Linked DNA regions of Sus scrofa: region 2 is linked to region 1. A link is a contact called in public HiChIP or PLAC-seq data. All regions are on one chromosome and are shown on one strand. Each heading gives the region's core, a stretch centred on a gene start, on an enhancer-like site or on the middle of the called end of the contact. The rest is flanking DNA. Distances are from core to core; before and after follow the strand shown. Region 1 has its middle 12 kb from the start of MYLK2. Region 2 overlaps NOL4L (nucleolar protein 4-like).

Region 1 (4,562 bases), core at 1,380-3,879:
CCTTCCCTATGTTGTTAACTCCCTCCTAGGAACCACTCTGGAGGTCTGTTATGCCTTCAAAGTGTGTTTTTTTCTCATCTGGTAAACTCTTCCATATAAGACTCAGCTCTGGGAGTTCTCTTGTGACGAAACAGGTTAAGGATCCAGCACTGTCACTGCAGTGGTTTGGGTTGCTGCCATGGTGCAGGTTCAGTCCCCGTCCTAGGAACATTCACATGCCGCAGGTGTGGCCAAAAACAAAAAAAATAAGCTTTGGTATCATCTTTTTCATAAATCTTTCCTTGACCATTTGACCTCATCAGGTAAGGATGATAATTTCCTACTTTTTTCCTGGTTACCTCTTGCTTTGGTTTTTCTACTTCTCCATCTCTTGATCCCCTCTCTGTGTCTGTCCTTTTCTCCCGCCCATGTATCAGCAGTTCTCTAACTAATTGACTCTTACTCATATATTACCACCTGGGACCATTTTTTCATATAGTTTGTCCATTTTTAGTTTTGGTGGTTTCAAGCAGAAGAATAAATCTGGCCCTCAAGTTGGGGCTTTTAGAAGAGTGGTACTGAGAATTATGGACCTATGGAGTCCGTCCACTCCATTTGCTCCATTCTGGATTACTGCCTAAAGACACACCCACGTCAGGGTGGTAACGCGTGGTGGTCTCTGAGAGGCAAGAGAGAGTGTGTTACTTTAGACCAAATAGCTTTTAAAATGGAGATGCAGACATCCATTGTCTCTTACTTCCCAGAATGTCTCTCAGTTTCCCAGTGGCTGTCTACCTCTCAGTACAACCTGTCTAGTCAGTTCTTTCTTTCTACACCACTTCACATGACCTTCATTTTTCTAGTACAGCCTCCCATTTCTCCTGAAACTCAATCTTTGCTTTTCTTTTGCAGAGAAATTCAAGTTCTTTATCCCTTCAGGCCTTGTCCAGGAGGGAGCTTCTCTTTCAATTGTCAGAGGCTACCCCAGAATTTTCCTAAACAAAGAACATGCCCTCCAATAGGAATTTACTGAGTTCTGAGAAATCGGGCTGCCACACTTTGTTTGGCAAGTTGCAGAGCTCCTAGCACCTGCAGACATGCAGATTGTTGGAATTTCTGCAATACCTGAGAAGGACTGTGTTTTTAGTGTTGGGTTGTTTTTGTTTTTGTTTTTTTGCTTTTTAGAGCCACACCCACGACATATGGAGGTTCCCAGGCTAGGGGTCAAATTGGAGCTGTAGCCGCCAGCCTACGCCAGAGCCACAGCAACACCAGATCCGAGCCGCGTCTGCGACCTACACCACAGCTCACAGCAACACCAGGTCCTCAACCCACTGATCGAGGCCAGGGATCGAACCTGCAACCTCATGGTTCCTAGTCGGATTCGTTTCTGCTGCGCCACAACGGGAACGCCTTGGTGTTTTAACTTGTTATAGTTTCCCATTACTAATAGTCTTGTGCTGATTAATTAATACAAGGTCATCGTTCACTTTTACTTTGATCATTTTGTTCTTATGTAATTGCTTTGTTGCCATCTTGACTGCTGTTTTATTCCTTACCAGTTCTTTTCCATAGAATTTTGTCCTTAGAAAGTAGAGCTTGAGTAGTAGACAGGCTGCAGTGGCAGTTGCTCCAGCATTGAATAGAGGTAAGTCTAGACTTACACAATTGTAACACGAGATACGATGTAATTGAGTAATGTGAGACAGACAGATAAAACGCTTCAGGAGTTTAGAGATTCTTGGAGGTGAGATTGCAGTTCCTTTGGGGCGGGGGACATGCTTGCAGCATGCAGAAGTTCCTAGGCCAGGGATTGAACCTATGCCACAGCAGCAACAACACTAAGCTACCAGGGAACTCCGTTTCTGCAACCTACACCACAGTTCACGGCAATGCCGGATCCTCGGCCCACTGAGCAAGGCCAGGGATCGAACCAGCAACCTCGTGGTTCCCAGTTGGATTTGTTAACCACTGCGCCACGATGGGAACTCCAGCGTTTTCCTTTTTTTTATAGCAATGAGATTGTAGTATTATGCATTTCCTTTAATGTTAATTTGTTCTGTAAGTGTCGCACTTCATTCAAAATTCAAAAGCTACAAGTTCAGTTCCCACCCCAGATAGTGCTGCCAAGTATGTTCCCTTGCAGAGATGACTTCACCTGCTCCCTTTTGTTTTTCCATAAATAATGTCATAATTTATACTCTGTTCCTTGCTCTTTCATATGTTCTGCATTGAATGATGTGGTTCAGGTGCTACCTCAGGTGTGTACTAGCTTTCTGCCTGGCTGAAGTATGAAGCTTCTTATGAGAATCTAGTGACCTGAAGGCAGATGTCCAGTAGTGATGTCCAGTTCCTCTGTGTGATGTCCTGGGCTAATGACCTGAGGTCCCAAGGGCTTGAGGGCAGCTTGGCAATACCCAGTCTTTTAGCTCCCCCTGGCTTAGCTGAGCCTTGGGGGCTTATTGGCTTGAGTATCCGGTCGGACCTGTATATCCCCTTCGGTAGCTCTTGACATGCTTCCTTTTCAGTTCCTTTCTGAATCTTGACTGCTGGAGAAGTTCCTCATTGCTGAGAGTAGCAGTTAAAAAAGCTGTCAGCCACGTGGCCGGGCTCCTATTTCTGCACAGCCAGGCTGAGTTATAGCTTGGTGGTGTGGATCCAGGTAGGAGTCGGTCAACATTCTGAATCCTGAGCTGCCATCTGCCTTGCAGCCTGCTGGGATGCTCAGTTTAGACAACATATAAAGTTTCCTGGGTATGGGACAAACCCAGGCCTATGGAAAGAGCAGGAAGGTTAAAGTGTGCAGTACTTTGAGCAGTGACGAAGGCGTAACCACGGAGCTGACATGTTTGCTCCAATGCCAAGAATTCCAGGACAATTTGTTATCCAGCTAAAGCCAGTGTAGTTGCTATAAAAAAGAAGCCTGGGGACAAACACTTTTTCCTTGTTTTTTGTATTCCTGCATACCCACTCTACTTTCTGTAGCAAAGGTTACGGATGTCAAAACCAGAAATACCTCATCGTATTTGCACTTCTCTTTCTTGCAAGAGAATAAGAGGCTGGGCTCACGTCAAAGCATGACTCTTAAGCACTGAAGGTTATCAGCAGCTTCCTGAAAGGGCTTGACAAATGCTGACATTTTACTCCGAGAAACTATTGTTGCAGGGGCTTAGGAAAATACTAGGTTTTGTCAAGAATTATTTCACCAGACTGCCTAGCCCTAAAGCATCAATTGCCTTCTCTTCTTTTCTTAAAATTTTATGACACAGAAAGGAAATAAAAACTTGGCCTGTCTGATCTGCCTAAACCCATGTCGTTTGAGACTGGTATCCCAGAACCTCACAGGCAGGTGTATGAATGGGCTAAAAATTGTTGCCTACCTTATTTTGGTACCAGTGATATTCTCAGGACTCCTTTCAGGAGCAAGGGTGGGAGATGTAGTTTTCAGTGGGTCAAATACTAAACAATGAGTAGTTGTAAAATACAATAGGAAAAGCAGTTTGGGGCAGCATTGTTACGCTTAGTGGCGAGGAGCGATGAAAAGTCAGTGGCCTTACGCTGACATACTCCCTAAAACTTTAGTGTGTTTTTCTACAGTGTAGAGTTTTTCTGACATACAAAGTATTCCTTTTTTTCATTTTGCATAGTATTAATGCAAATATTTTTCCCGTATTGTTGCATACTCTGAAAATACCAATTCTAACAGCAGCATATTGTTCCTGTGTTCTGAGTTTGCTTCTCCCCATTGAAAAGGTTTGTTTCGCAAAAGATTTTTCTAGGCTATTTATAGGACAGATTTCTTTGTCCCCCTAATGTATTATGTCTGTCTCTAAACTTTAAATGGCTGTTTCAAACCACTTAGTCAATCTTTGTAATTCAATTAAATTATTAAAATGTAAGTCCCTCCCAAAAGCATAGTCAATGACGACATTCTGGCATACACACTTGCACACTGGAAAGCTCTCTTTGGCCGACCTGATGTCAGTGTAACTGGCACTGGTGCCCAGCAGAAGAGTTCACCGGCATTTAGCAAAGCCTTTCTGGAGAGAATTCTAGGTATGTCGTTTTAAAGTCTTGGAATTCTACATCTTAAGACAGACGTACACGGGGGGTGGCTGTCTCAGAGCCTGGAGATCAGATTTGAAAGGAAACGCCCTTTGTCTTTCTTAACTCTAGCTGGGCTGCGGTGTGTCTTGGGAAGAGTAGAGGCAGGGAATATAATCCACCTCCTGGCACTGGCACACCGGCTGACCTTTAACAAGGCACTCCCTTTTTCTGGACCTCAGTTTCCATATCGTCAAAGAGGTGACTGAATGAGAAAAATAAATAAGGCTCTTTCAGCTGGAATGTTTTCAGCTTTTTTCCCCCGACAATTTGTTCTAACCACATTCGTCCTAACCACATTCGTCCTAGTTTGACATTTATATTTTTCTATAGTCAGCTGCTCCGTCACTGCAAGAGGGCACCCCTAGCAGGCTAGATTTCTATTTCAACTTAAATGAAGTTATGCTGGAGACCAGAGTGCTAGCTCTTGAGGACTTTCCAAGGGTTGTTCTGGAAGAGGAAATCTAGCCCACATCACT
Region 2 (4,590 bases), core at 1,498-3,997, 590 kb after region 1:
GGCCAGCCTTATCTTTTGCCCTTTTTCACACTCCAGAGAGGATGGGTTTCTTCCAGGACTGGCCCCTTCAGAAGGGCTGGTCCTAGGAGAACCCAGGTGACTTCTCCATTTCTGCTGATGGTCCCTTTGCTCCAACCACAGGGGCAGGGGACGGGAGCTGCCTTTCCTGTTTGATGGCTGCCTGACAGCCAGGGGCTCACCTTGAAGAAAGGGGCCCTTCCCGGCAGGGGTCCGAGGGGCCCAGGCCTGGCTCCATGGTGGCAGGGTGAGGGCAAGCCCTGCTGCCCGGCTGCCGTCTCCTGGCACCCTGTCCTGCTAGGGCCCGGCGGGCTGCTGCTTGTGAGGGCCAAGGTCCTCTCTGGGCTCCAGCTCCTGGCCCCCCGTCTGGACTCACCTCCCAGGCAGACACACTGGGTGGGGGAGGTGGGAGACAGCCATTCAGAACAGGCTCAGGGCACATCCTGGAAAAGCCCACGCTGGAGTGTGAGGTAGAATACAGGTGACCGTGTGACTGGGGCATCTGTGGAATGGGGTGGGGGAGCCGCTTTTGTTTGTCTCTGCTTTGCAGTGGGTGTGGGTGAGGTCCTCCTGCTTGGCGGTGCTGGGCACTCAGAGGGCCAGCCAGCCCGCTGCCCCCCCGCCCTGCCGGCCCCCAGCCCGCGCCAGTGTAGTGATATGGAATGTTAGGTCACAGGGATACAGCCTTCTGATCAGACAGACACAGACTGGCAATCTGTACAAACACAAAAGAATCCATTTTCAGAAAAATAAATTACTAAGGGGGGAGGAAGAAAGGGTCCACTTTGTTTTTCTCAATAAATATGCAATTCTGCTCACCTAAGACTTGAAAGGTAATTATCTGGGGGTGGGATTCTAACATCAGGGTCCACGAAGATGATTCTAAATAGAGCTGTGGCCCCAGTGCCTCGTCAGGGGGAGCCCCAGCCCTTCCAGAGCTGCCCCGTCGGCCTCTTCCAAGCAGGTCAGAGCACCCGTGTGGTGAGATTCCAAAAAAAAAGTGTCCTTGTGCCCAGAGTCTCAGGCGCTTGGAGTGTGGCTAGAAACAGCTCTTCTGGATCCACCTCTTTCAAAAAACAAAAGGTACCAACTGGTGAGGCGGGAAGCCGGTCCGGGGCTGGGAGAGCCTCCTTCCCTGGGGCAGTGCACTCCGGGTGCCGCTGGGTCAGTTCTGCTGCAGGATGAGGTTTTCCAGTTCGTCTGCCGAGCGCAGCAGGAAGGCAGCGGACTCCCGGTAGCCGGCGATGAGCTGCCGGACAGCGCTGATCTCCGTGGGGCTGAGCTGGGCGGTGGGCATGGTCCGGCTGGTGCTGTTGCTGGAGGGCGTGGGCGTGGGCGCCGTGGACGTGGTGGAGGCCCCGCCTTTCATGCTGAGGTCTGTGGGCCCTGCGGAGAGGGAAAGCCAGGGTGAGCAGGGCGGCAGACACCGGGCGCGGCCTCCTGATGCTATCCTCGTCTGGCTCGCTGGTTATACCCCCAGGGCCTAGAAGGGGGCCTGCAGGTGAAACATGGTGTTTGTTCCCTGTGAGCCCCCAGGGTGATCCTGCCAGGAAGGGGACCTTATCATCATGTGTGACTGGGGAGGCAGCTGGCGCCTGAAGGGGCAGCAGTTGGCTGGAGATGGCACTGTGCACGTGCATGTGTGGCTCTAAGATACTGCTGGCACTGTGTGGAGAGAGGCAGGGCTGGACTGTGCCTCAAGGGAAAGGGGCTGGAGGAGCAGGCTCAGGAAGGTGCTGGGAGGGCTAAGCCCTTTCCCGATGGGCTGCAACACCTCAAACTCCCTTGACTTTGATGAGTTCTTCTGCGTCCAAATGAGGTGGACGGGCGATGCTGCGAGGGCGGGAGAGTGTGGGCTGGCCGTGTGAGGGTCGCCGTGTGGGGACAGGACCCAGAGCAGCCACCTCCCCTTTGCCCTGGAACGTACCAGCAAAGAGAGAGCCTCAAGGCTTACTGAAACGTACTGGGCTATGTGGTGGGGCCACCAGGTCCTGTCTCCTCTCCACCTTTCCCAAACAGCTCTTGCCATCGGGCAAGCCTGGCCTGGTGGTCTGCTCCACAGGAGATTCTTAACTACCCCAGGCCCCAGCCCTCAGCTGCAGCACAGTGAGGCTGTGGTGGGGCGAGCCATGCCAGTGAGACCCTCAGCACTGGCAAAGGGCTTCCAGGAAGCATGGAAGCTCCTAGAATTTAAATTCAATTTAATTCAATTCTTTGTTCAATTCTGTGTTCAATTCTTTCGAGGTGTTCAGCAAGCAAACAGCCAAAGGAAGGGATCTGGCGGTGTGGGACCTCCTTGGGGAGCCTTCTCCGAGTCACTCTCCCTATGCCCGCACCCCCCTCCCCAAGCAGAAGTTATCTTACTTGGGTGTGTGAGGCTGTACTCAGTTACCAGCCATCTCCCTGATACCCCATTAGTTCTGACAGCTGGTTTCACTCATTATTGCATCTACAGTAGCAGTTTTTATGGTGCTACAGCGATGGACAAGCGCTTGTCACTAGAGACATCTAGACCGGAAGTTAAAACCTTGGAAGAAATTACAGAAACTCGACTGTTGCCAAAAAGAAGCTGGTGCGGACCCCAAATGGGGAAGGAAGTTGGAATCTAAGATGGGACAGCTTGTCACATGGGATTAACTTCCTCTTTGACAAGAGAACATGAATGTCAAATGGGAGGCCCCAGGAACTGGCTTGCTAAGGAACATCCCTGGACTTGCGCGTGCTGGCTCCTGGCTGCTGCCAGGTTTGATCCCCTCTGGACACTGCCTGGGGATGGCAGAGGAAGGCTAGAGTCACCTGCTACAGCTGGTGTGAGCTGGCTTGGGCTTCCTCTCTATCCTCCTGCCTCCCCCAAGCCTTGTCCTCTTCAGTCCTGGGCTCAGAGCTGTCCCTCTGACTCTCCCTGTCGGGCTCTGGTTCGAGGCAGACACTCAGGTGGCCGGGTGATTACTAGAGGGGCAGGAGTGGGCAGAGCTGCCCAGCACCCAGGCAGGACAGTCTCTCTGGGCTGATGTGCATTTTCAGATCCAAGCGTGAGCAAAGTGAGGAGCTCTGACCCGCTAATACCACTGCCCAGCCAAGGTGCCAAACTGATCAAACCCTTGTTTAAGCATCCTGTTTTTCTTTCTTTTTTCGCCACGCCCAAAAAAACTCATGTTGCAGCAGTGACCCAAGCTGATGCAGTGACAATGCTTCAGCACAGGAGAAATGCCCATACCCTGGTTAAAGGGCTGCCACTGGGAGGGCAGTGAGACTGGGACTGCCTGTGGAGTTCTTCCAACTGCAGGATTCAAACCCGGTGCTCACAGGACATGTGCTGCCCAGATAAGGAGGTCAGTGGGAGGATCTCTGCCTCCGTGACCTCACCACCTTCCTGGCTCTGAGAAGCCAGGGAGACCAAGGTACAGTGGCAGAGCTAGTGCCTTCCTTGAAGCCTCTCTGGCCAGTGTGTGAACAGGGTGAGGAGGGTAGCAGGCCCGGCCCTCAAGGGAGGCCAATGGGGCAGCCCTGACAGCTGTGGCGTGAGACAGGCCCTGCTGTGTGGCACCAGTGGGGGCTTATCATCATGGCCCGCCACCTGGGAAGGACTCTCCCCATGCACAACGGGGGCTCTAACTTCCCTGCCCTGGCACCTGTCTCCAGACACACTCTAACAGGGCCCTCACTCAGCAGGGCTGTCAGACGGGGCTTCTTCCTGGACAGAAAGCAGGAAGCCATTCTGTCCCTTGCTGCAGCCGGCCACTTTGGCCTCAGCCTCGGGGATTAGGGCCAGGCAGCCTCTTATTTTAGGTTAAGAGGCATTAGGAAGGGATGAGAACTTAAGCCCAGGCAGGAATCTTCCAGGGACCCACACATACTTCCTGGGGGGCGGGGGGGCAAGGTGAGTGGAGGGTGCCCGGGCTTTCTGCCAGGGGTAGGGAGGGATTGGCCCCTTTCCTCGCGGCCCAGGAACAGGGAGGGTCTCCTGCAGCCACAGACTGGGGGCTTCAGGAATTCTCAGGCACATTCAGCCAAGAGCTAACACCAGAGTCTCCTCTAACCTACTCCTCCAGCAGCAGCTTGCTGTCACCCCTGGCTCTTCCTCTCACCTCCGAAGGTCTCCCAGAGCACACTGCTCCTGCCTCCTGTCCACCCCATTAAAGCCTCACCAAAACGCAGACAGCACCAGGCTTAAAGCCTAACTGTGGCTTCCCCTGCACACAGGAAATCCAAAGGCCTGGCTCAAGAGGCCCTGGGATCCCCTGCACCCACACCCGCCAGCTCCTGGAGGCCAGCCGGCTCCTCTCCACCAGGGAACCCGCTCTTGCCCTGCTGCGGCCACCACCCAGGTCTCAGTGTGAAAGGGCCTGTGGTCCCCACTCAGGGCAGCCCCTAACCTCCATGGTGAGGTTTCTATCTTTTGGAGATTTTTTACTTCAATATTGGTCTGTGTCTGTCCACATCAGAATCTCCTGAGAGGAGTTACAGGGAGCATCTAGGGAGTCACTGGCTCATGGAGGAGGGAGGCACAGAAGGCTAACCATTGCCCCAAATGGGGCCCCACAGTGCAAGGACCAGGGCTGAGGCCCTGCA

What was found. HiChIP or PLAC-seq counts read pairs in DNA pulled down with a chosen protein or histone mark.
Region 2: an H3K27ac HiChIP or PLAC-seq map of alveolar macrophages shows a contact between it and region 1. The contact joins two enhancer-like sites. A contact is called at or near these places in 1 of 47 Hi-C or Micro-C datasets (embryonic fibroblasts) and 1 of 2 datasets of contacts at active chromatin or transcription factors (alveolar macrophages).

What each region holds. Positions count from the first base shown.
Region 1 is chr17:35,485,517-35,490,078 of Sscrofa11.1, forward strand. No RefSeq gene overlaps it. Among named protein-coding and RNA genes, the nearest start is that of MYLK2, 12 kb to the right of the region's middle. Within about 2 kb of position 2,630, at least 16 of the 83 cell types and tissues checked have an H3K27ac peak or open chromatin away from gene starts, as enhancers often do. A contact at or near this core is called in alveolar macrophages, where this site is marked.
Region 2 is chr17:36,073,989-36,078,578 of Sscrofa11.1, forward strand. NOL4L (nucleolar protein 4-like) reads right to left here. Exons shown (of 11, transcript XM_021077429.1): 11 at 1-1,404. The coding sequence ends at 1,184. Among named protein-coding and RNA genes, the nearest start is that of ASXL1, 90 kb to the left of the region's middle. Within about 2 kb of position 2,748, at least 12 of the 83 cell types and tissues checked have an H3K27ac peak or open chromatin away from gene starts, as enhancers often do. A contact at or near this core is called in alveolar macrophages, where this site is marked.